Linked DNA regions of Sus scrofa: regions 1 and 2 are each linked to region 3. The links are chromatin contacts, called in public HiChIP or PLAC-seq and promoter capture Hi-C maps. All regions are on one chromosome and are shown on one strand. The core of a region is the stretch at or near the end of the contact, and the rest is flanking DNA. Distances in the headings are between cores, read along the strand shown. Region 1 holds the start of GYPA (glycophorin-A). Region 2 holds the start of SMARCA5 (SWI/SNF-related matrix-associated actin-dependent regulator of chromatin subfamily A member 5). Region 3 holds the start of ABCE1 (ATP-binding cassette sub-family E member 1).

Region 1 (2,741 bases), core at 217-2,716, 680 kb after region 3:
AACTCAAAATTCTCAAAAGATGCCTAGCTTTATCTGACACATTTGCAATGATATGTCTCCCTGGTGGGATGTTATGGTGTTCCTGAACATGCGTTTCAGTCAGAATGCAAGCATGACTGGGGAAGTGCCTGAAAGGGAAAAGTATAACTTCATGTCCTGCGCTGTTTGTTTCTCCCCCAGGTTTCACATTTTTCCTTCCATTGTGTGGACCCACCACTAGAGGGCACCATACAGTTCTGCTTTCACACAGCCGGTGCCTCATGCTGGGTCTGACCTGTTTCTACACTGAGAGCCTTACAGGTTTTGTCTGTCTTTAATGAGGTCACGGAGTGGCAACATATCTGCAGACGCGTCCTGGATCTGCCATTGCTGGGGCTGTGGCTGTGGTGTAGGCCAGCAGCTGCAGCTCTGATTCGACCCCTAGCCTGGGAACTTCCATATAGCACAGGTGTGACCCTAACAAGAAGACAGTAAGAACGATGATAGTAAAGCGCAGCTTCTTTTCACCAAGAGAGAAGTTGCTTTCCTCTGCAATATTCATTTGTGATTTATTAATTTAACAAATATTTACTGTCAACTCTACTCCTAACACTCGGTGGTAAGTAAGATAGCCCTAGGCAGGGCCTGCCTGCATAAGCTTAGAGTCTGCTGGGGACACAAAAATCATTGCAATGCACTATGATGTCCTAGACACAGGGAGGAACTGGTATGAGCACAGAGCAGGGACCCCTGATGCAGATGTAGGAAAGCAGGGCCAACTTCCTGGAGGAAGCAGTATTAAATTGAGCTCCTAAGCAGAACAGAAGTAGGGCCTGTAAGGGGAGAATGAGCATGTCCCAGGCAGACGGGACATAACAGAGGAAAAAAGAATCGAACGGGATTTTGATGTTTGTCCACACAGTTTTTGAGCCTGTTTTTTTCCACTTACCTATTTTATCCCCAGTCTCCATACCAACTACTTTTGAAAACATGATTTTAATAGCTAACTAATAGTCCCTTGTGAGGAGAATACCTAATTTATTCACCTGTTTTCAAAGGGAAGTAGCATTTTTAAAGCTAATGCTAACTGTTCTCCCCTTAAAAATAGGAAGTCATGGGGTGGGGGGAATAAAGTAAAAAAATTAAACAACTTCTTGCGTCGCCTGTATTCTTACATGGCTGTATGACCTGCCTTGAGTTGGAGTTATTTGAAACCTCAGAGCACGCCAGTGGGAATCACCATTCTCAAAGACACTCAATTCTCGCTTAAGAAGTCACTTCCACCCTGGCCCACAGGGTCTCCGCCTTAAAAAGGAGGAGGCGCCCTGCTCCCCAAAGCGAAAGCGACCAGCGCCTGGCTCAGGCCCTTGCAGTCTGTCTCAGGCCCTTGCAGTCTGTCTCTTGTCTCTGGTTTGTCCAATCAGGCAGCTCCTGCTGCTCCTACCTTGCCACGCCCACCGAGTTCATGCTGGGATATTTCACACGCAGCCACCAGTTCCCTGGAGTGAGGGAAGAGCTGGCTAAATACATTCATAATCCTGGGTAAGGAGATAGCCCCATATCTATATGGACACGCTGTTCACAACTTTGCACAGTTTAAAAATGCCACCCGGCCTATCTTCTGGTGCCAGAGAGGGTGGGTCTGAAAGATAAGAGCACGGAGGCTGAGGCCACAGACGACACTTCAGGTGTCTCTGGCAATTTTCTTGCACTGACCTTGGCCAGCCAGCTCATGATCTCAGGATGCACGGGAAAATGATCTTTGTATTACTCTTGGCAGGTGAGTGGAATTTTTTTCAGTCCGATGCTGATATAGGGGATATAGGATTATAGATCAAAAGATTAACTGTCCCCTTCGTCCTAGTGTACTTAGGGGCACAAATGAAGGAGTGGTATCACGGATCCCAGTCTGGTGGGGGGACTGGGATTGGGATTTGTCTGGTAAGGCAGATGAAATGGCCCCAGGGGCCCAGGAACTGTGGCTAGATTATGATTTCCCATCTCAGCAATTCTCAGCCCAGTTAGCAAGAAAAGAACTTTATTAACTACTATGAGCTACTATGAGAAACATTTCTGTGTGAAGGCCTGGGCTGCTTTATTGCTGTTTTCATGAGATTAACGTCTAAATTGAGGAATCATTCATGAAGGTGATGGTGGATATATGGCCCCCAGTTTTCAAAGAGTTTTCCGAAAAATTGTAATTTCCTCTTTCTCTTGCCAAAAGTCAGTCCAAGCTGCAAGCATGAGCTCTGAATCCATGAGGGAGTTGTTTCTCACTTTGTGGTCTATTACTGAGGGATGAGGCAGGAAAACAAACAAACAAACAAACAAACAAAACCAATTCTTATTGGCTTAGGTGTTATGTGGTTTGGAAGAACTCAAAATCAATTCATTAAAATAAAGATATAACACATGCGTATTATGAAGTGGTATCCAGTTAACATTATTTCTGGCCTTTTCCTGAGAGCGTTATGGTTCACATCTTCTCAGAGGCAGTGTTTATGTGTCAGAAATTCTAGGGCCCAGCACAGAGATAAGGAGCAGGCAATTACTCGAAATGTGTTGAGCCCCTCAGATGTGACTCTAACTCAAGCTAGAGCACGTTTCAAGGATTTCCTGGCCGTTCTGTATGAGATGGGGAAGGGAATGGAGCATTTTCTAAGATACACGAAGGGGTGAAAGAGGGTGAGGGTTCAAGCACAGACATCAAAGACAGACAGAACGAGGTTCAAATCTGGCTCCACATCGGAAAGCCTGGGGAC
Region 2 (2,700 bases), core at 153-2,652, 870 kb after region 3:
ATCCTTCCATCCATCACCCCACCCCCAAATTAGATGGGGGTTCCAGACAGCTGCCGCTGCCTTGGTCGCTTCCCTCCCAATGGAACAGCGCCTGGGAGGAGCCTCCTCTCCCTTCACAGGAGCAGCTGCGCCCCGCTTATCCCCACTGCGCCCTCAGCCATCCAGCTCTCGCCATTGTTTCTGCCCAGAACAGATACCGCCCCCGCAAGGACCGGGATGAAGAAAAGGAGGCCCAAATCCTCGGATGCGCTGCTTTTAAATGCCTTCCCCACCCCGTCCGTCTACCCTCGTTCCTAAAGGGAAATCTCCCTCCCCCTCCCCCCAGGTTTAGTGGAAACTAAAATCGAGATTCAGAGATGGGCGAGGGAATTATGGGAGCCTCACTTAAAAAAAAAAGTCGGCAGATCCGTCTCGGCCTCAGTAATCAAGAACATGTGTCTAATAAGAGCGTTTGAGGATTTGGCAAGGTTCGCGAAAGAGACAAATAACGCAAATATGAGGTGCCAGAGACCCAGCTGAGTCTACTTGCATAGGTAAGCAGAAGGGCGCAAGGGAGAGCATCATTTCGGATCATCCAAGGGTCTGAGGCCGAGTTTGGGTGCAGAGGAGTGAAGTTCGGCTTCGCGTTTTATCACCAATACACAGCAGAGGGAACCAGTTCCTCCTCCCTATCCCGCCCTCTCCCCATGCCACAGGCCGTCCTTACCTCCATCTCGGAGTCCGTGGGGCCGGCGCCGGCCGCGGAGGGAGCCGCCGGGACGCCGAAGCCCTCGGGGCCGCCTTTGTTGCTGTTGTTGCTCCCGCTACAGGCGGCGGAGGATGCGGGCTTGGAAGGCGCGCTCTCGGGAGGCGGGGGTGGCGGAGGGTCGGCCGCGGACGACATGATGTTCCGTCTGCGTCACCCGCTGCTGCCAGAGGCCCGGCCCAGCAGGGATGAGGAGGAGGCCTAGGCCTGGGTGGCTACGTCGCAGTGAGCCGATGGAGGAGCGGAAGGACCACCCGAATGCTTCCTCTCCGCAGCTCGGCGACGAGCCCAAGCCAGGCCCAGGAGCCTCCCCCTCTAGCTGTCCTCCTCTTCCTCCCGGCTCTGGGTTCGACCGGCGCTTTACCTCACGGCGGGAATCACGTCGACGAGGGTGGGCGGGGCCACCCGGGTCACTGAGGTCAGAGAAGGCAGGCCGATTTACAGGAGGGCGGAGAGTTGGGGGAAAAAGAAAGGAAAGCAAGAAGGACCAAGACCAGGAACTAGCCTAGCCGCCTCCTCTTCTTCCTCTGGTAGATATCAGGTATCTCGCCAGCATCCAGGTCTACTACCTACGCCACCGACTTTCAACACTCGCGAGATTGATAGTTAGCTAAGAGACCGGGGTTTCAAAGTACGCATGCGCATTCTCTACTCCAAGCTCTTGGCCACGCCCCCTGTGCCCCTACGGGCTCTAGGGCGATGAGTGGGCGGGGCCTCAAAGGAGGGCTCGGAGACGTAAGTTTGTGCGTCGGTTTCCGGGCGTGACGCCACCGCAGTCTTACAGTCGTTCTTAACGGCTCGCTGTGCCGGGTCGCTGTGCTTCCCCAGCTTGGCAGTAATCCCAGCGCTGCTCGAAAAATTGCCCGGGTCTTGCGCCGCCTGCTGCAGCGTAGAGGCTTCTGCAGGCCTCTCTTTTACCGCCTCCGCTTATTGGCGTGACGCCACAGAGTTGACAATGATACGGTTTTCCCAGTTGACGTCTCACTGTTTTGTTGTCTAAGAAGAGTGCCTGTTAGTGTGATTTTTGTTTGTTTTGTCATCCTTATGTTAGCTATATGATTGATCATTTCTAAATTCCTTCTTCGGTAGAGTTAGACGATATTTCCTCTAAGTTTACATGCTAAAAGTAAGCAAACTGCGCCAACCACCATGTGAGAAACAAGAGTAATTAGCAGATAAGAAAGAGAGGTAATAGGTTATATCTTTTCCTCAACCACCAAATATTAAATAAAAACAGACATTCTTCTAAAAAAGTGTTACAAGTAATCACTGGTTTGTACATTGCTTTACGCTATGTTCAACACAGCCTTTTGCATCCACCTACTGCAGAATTTAAGCACATGGTGTTCTATTTGACAGCAAATCTGCATACTGCACTAAATTGTTATTTGCCCTGCATAGGCTCTTACTCATCTTTATATCCCCATATCCAATATTCTATTAGTACGTATTGAATAAAGGAGACAAACTTGTCAAGAGTCAAGGTTTGACCAAACCATTGACTATGCTGAATTACAAACAGAAGGGATTTCCTTTGAATATTTAACCTGCAAACTTTTAACCAATTCAATGATAATTCTTTGAGATCTGGAAGAATGTTCCCCAGCCTATTAGAAATGCCCTGTCTGAGACTCTAGGGAACCCCCAAGGATAGATAAAAAGAAAACTATATAAATGATGATCATCATCGTCTTTATATGTACTTGAGAAATGCTAGCACAATATAGTCCAACATTGAAAGTTTGATTTTAAAACTGTTGTATACCACAAAGTGAATTATTATTAACTTGTAACAACCAGACTGTAGAAAAAAGTTTATTATATAGTAGTAACTAAAAAATTTTAACAGTTCAAAAATATAGATAAAACTTTGGAAGGATAGTCCTAAAATTATTGAAAGTGATTGTTGTTGATGTATATTACCTAATTCATTTTTGTTTCTCTTTTTTTATTTT
Region 3 (2,701 bases), core at 162-2,661:
GAAACTGAAGATTCTTTAGTTAGCTATTAAAATCAAACTGGACTCCATACAAATTATGGTGAATCAGCACAATGAATTCTCCAGGAGGGGATAAATCATCATTGATTTAGCAATGAAACTGCTTAAAGTTTATTTTTGCCAAACTACATAATGTTTCATTGACTATTCCAAACCATTAAAAAAAAACAAGACTGTAGGAGATGATTTTTATAAAATAAAAGCATAGCAGAGATGGCTAATAACCTGACTTACATCAAAAAGTGATAAATTATAATGTATTTAAGTGGACAGATTCTTTGAAGAACTGTTAATTAACTGTGTCAACACTATTAATTAAATTTCCACGTCAGTTTAAAGAAATGGGCAGGATTCCCTCCTTTCTTTTTCAATGAGAAAGATACAGCACAGGAAGGATTGCAGGGAAAAACTCTATAATAAGAGACTCCTGGGAACAAACAGGGCTCTGAAGATATTCAAATCTCAAAGTACACTCTCTTCAAAGTAAGTATTTTCAGTAAAGACATCACCGGTAATCTCAAGGAGTTTAAGATCTAAAGAGGAAAACGGAACGTGCAGAGTACCATAAAAGCGCACCCAAAATGCTAATGGCGTTCACCTGGGAGATTACTTGGAACAACCTCGGTTACAGCTGAGAACACGCTGCTTTGAAAAAAGTGCTGACGTTTGGACATCATTTCTCTAAAGACTGGGAGTGGACAAGAAATATTCGACTTCATGGCGGCAAGATGCCATGACTCATTGCCAAATCTCCAAACAGTGGGGAAAAAAGGCGACGACGTCCCATAATCAAATACGCACGTGACATTACATCCCCTTCACCGGGCCGGGGGAGTGGGGGGAGTAGGGGATGCGGCTTTCTAAAAGATTCAGTTCCAGAGTAGGAGCGCGGTAAAGCGGGGAGTGGAGGCGGTGGAGACTGGAACGCTGAGGGGACGGCGGGCAACAGAGGCGGAAAGCCAGGTCAGCCTGGAGGCGCCCTCAGCACTCGGCTGCGCCCGCGCTCCGGCGTTACCAGCTGTCTCCCTCAAGCCGGCTGCTACGCGCCGCTGCCGTCTCCACCGCCGCCACCTGAGGCCTAACCAAAAGCTCTCCGAGAATGCCACTACCTGCGTTTAGACCATGCCAAACCGAAGCTAACGGCAAAACCCCTCCGGGCTATTCACGTACCTGGAGAAACAGATTCCCCTTGGGGAGGGGAACGCAGAAGCCAAATCTGCTCTTGCTTTCACTTTTCAGCCACACAGCGTGTTCCTACACACACCGGCCAAGATGGCGGTGCCCAGCCACCGCCTCGCGCATGCCACAGGGGCGATGTACGCGTGCGCGGCAGAGCACGCCGGGCAGAGCCCTGGAGGGAGGAGGGCGGGACGATGGGATGACATCATCGGACTGCGACCCCAATTGACGTCGTTGGGGAAGCTAGGCGGTTCTGGGAAGGCGAGGGGGAGTGGCGCGGAGCAGCAGTGGATTCCGAAAACCTGAGTGGAGGCAATCCGGGTCTGCAAGCTGTAAGTGCATGGGCTTTCCCCGACGTGGAGAATGATTCCAGCTTAAACAGATGCGATCTCTTCTCCACTGTCAGTCTCCTTTTACGCTTCCTATTTCAAGGCCGATGGGTCAGGAATGGATCCTTAGCGGTTGCCCATTCTAGCGCTTCTGGAAGGGATGTCAAACGGAACCAAGAGAGTCTGGTCCAGGCACTGCTTACTGTGGCGTTCTCTCCTTGGCCTCACCTTATGAATGATGTGGCCAGGAACCCATTCTTCTTCGAGCTCCGTGTTTTATCCACTTGGTGGAGTCCAGTACCAAGTTCAGCAGCTGAATTCTCCGCAATGTAGAGATAGCTCTTCCCTTTTTGGACATTTTTGGACATTTGACAGTGTGGCCACAGGTTTTATTGTCTCAACCTAGACCTTACTTAGACCAACCTAGACCTTGAGAAATACTTTAGTTTATGATGGAACTTATTTATTTATTTATTTATTCATTCAGTAAATTGCTAATGGAGCATTTAAGCCTCAGGCCTTTCCGAAGTTTACAGTCCAGTGTGTACTATTATTTAAGCGGTATCAAGTGCTTGTGTAGAGATTAGGGAACAGCTGAGATGTCAAGGAGACGGTAAACAGACCTTTTAGGCCAAGTTTATAATATCATGTACGTGTAACCGCGTTCAGCAGCTGTAACTTTGCACTACTGAAGCAGTTTTACGTGTTGTTCACTAGACAAGAGGATAAACTAGTGATTTAGAATAGACCAGTTCTTCACTTCTATACCTTAAAGGCATTTTTCTGACTTTATATTCTACAGTAAAAGCACGTATAAATGGAACTTTTGACGACCAGTGAGAAGATGTGATTTTTCTCTGCATCACTTAATGGATTTTTTAAAATGTTGACCAATATTTACATATTTCTGGATTAAAGGTTTTTAAGTCTGACTTTTCGAGGGAGAAAACTTCATTAGGAATTTTTACTCACAGATGTATAGAACTTCATAGCATTACAGTTATAGATCCAGTCAACCCCTTTGACAGACAGGAAAGGAAGTAAAGCCCAGACCTGGCCAAATTCTAGGCTAAAGGAGTGACTAAATCTGACCCCTTGACCCTATACCCTTTGACTACTATATGCTGTTGCTTTGCACATCTCGTAAGTCATAATATGTTGTATTTTAGAAACAA

Evidence for each region. Promoter capture Hi-C pulls out the DNA fragments that hold promoters and counts their contacts. HiChIP or PLAC-seq counts read pairs in DNA pulled down with a chosen protein or histone mark.
Region 1: a promoter capture Hi-C map of fetal skeletal muscle shows a contact between it and region 3, with 5 times the contacts expected there. The contact joins the promoter of GYPA here to the promoter of ABCE1 in region 3. A contact is called at or near these places in 4 of 5 promoter capture datasets (fetal skeletal muscle, liver and skeletal muscle) and 2 of 2 datasets of contacts at active chromatin or transcription factors (alveolar macrophages and skeletal muscle).
Region 2: a contact with region 3 is called in an H3K27ac HiChIP or PLAC-seq map of alveolar macrophages. The contact joins the promoter of SMARCA5 here to the promoter of ABCE1 in region 3. A contact is called at or near these places in 3 of 5 promoter capture datasets (fetal liver, fetal skeletal muscle and liver) and 2 of 2 datasets of contacts at active chromatin or transcription factors (alveolar macrophages and skeletal muscle).

What each region holds. Positions count from the first base shown.
Region 1 is chr8:84,036,108-84,038,848 of Sscrofa11.1, forward strand. GYPA (glycophorin-A) reads left to right here and starts at 1,467. Exons shown (of 6, transcript XM_005656526.3): 1 at 1,467-1,759. The coding sequence starts at 1,723.
Region 2 is chr8:84,223,541-84,226,240 of Sscrofa11.1, forward strand. It overlaps SMARCA5 (SWI/SNF-related matrix-associated actin-dependent regulator of chromatin subfamily A member 5), which reads right to left and starts at 1,403. Exons shown (of 24, transcript XM_003129174.5): 1 at 707-1,403. The coding sequence starts at 883.
Region 3 is chr8:83,351,797-83,354,497 of Sscrofa11.1, forward strand. ABCE1 (ATP-binding cassette sub-family E member 1) reads right to left here and starts at 1,412. Exons shown (of 18, transcript XM_003129170.6): 1 at 1,189-1,412. ANAPC10 (anaphase promoting complex subunit 10) reads left to right here and starts at 1,514. Exons shown (of 5, transcript NM_001177927.1): 1 at 1,514-1,529.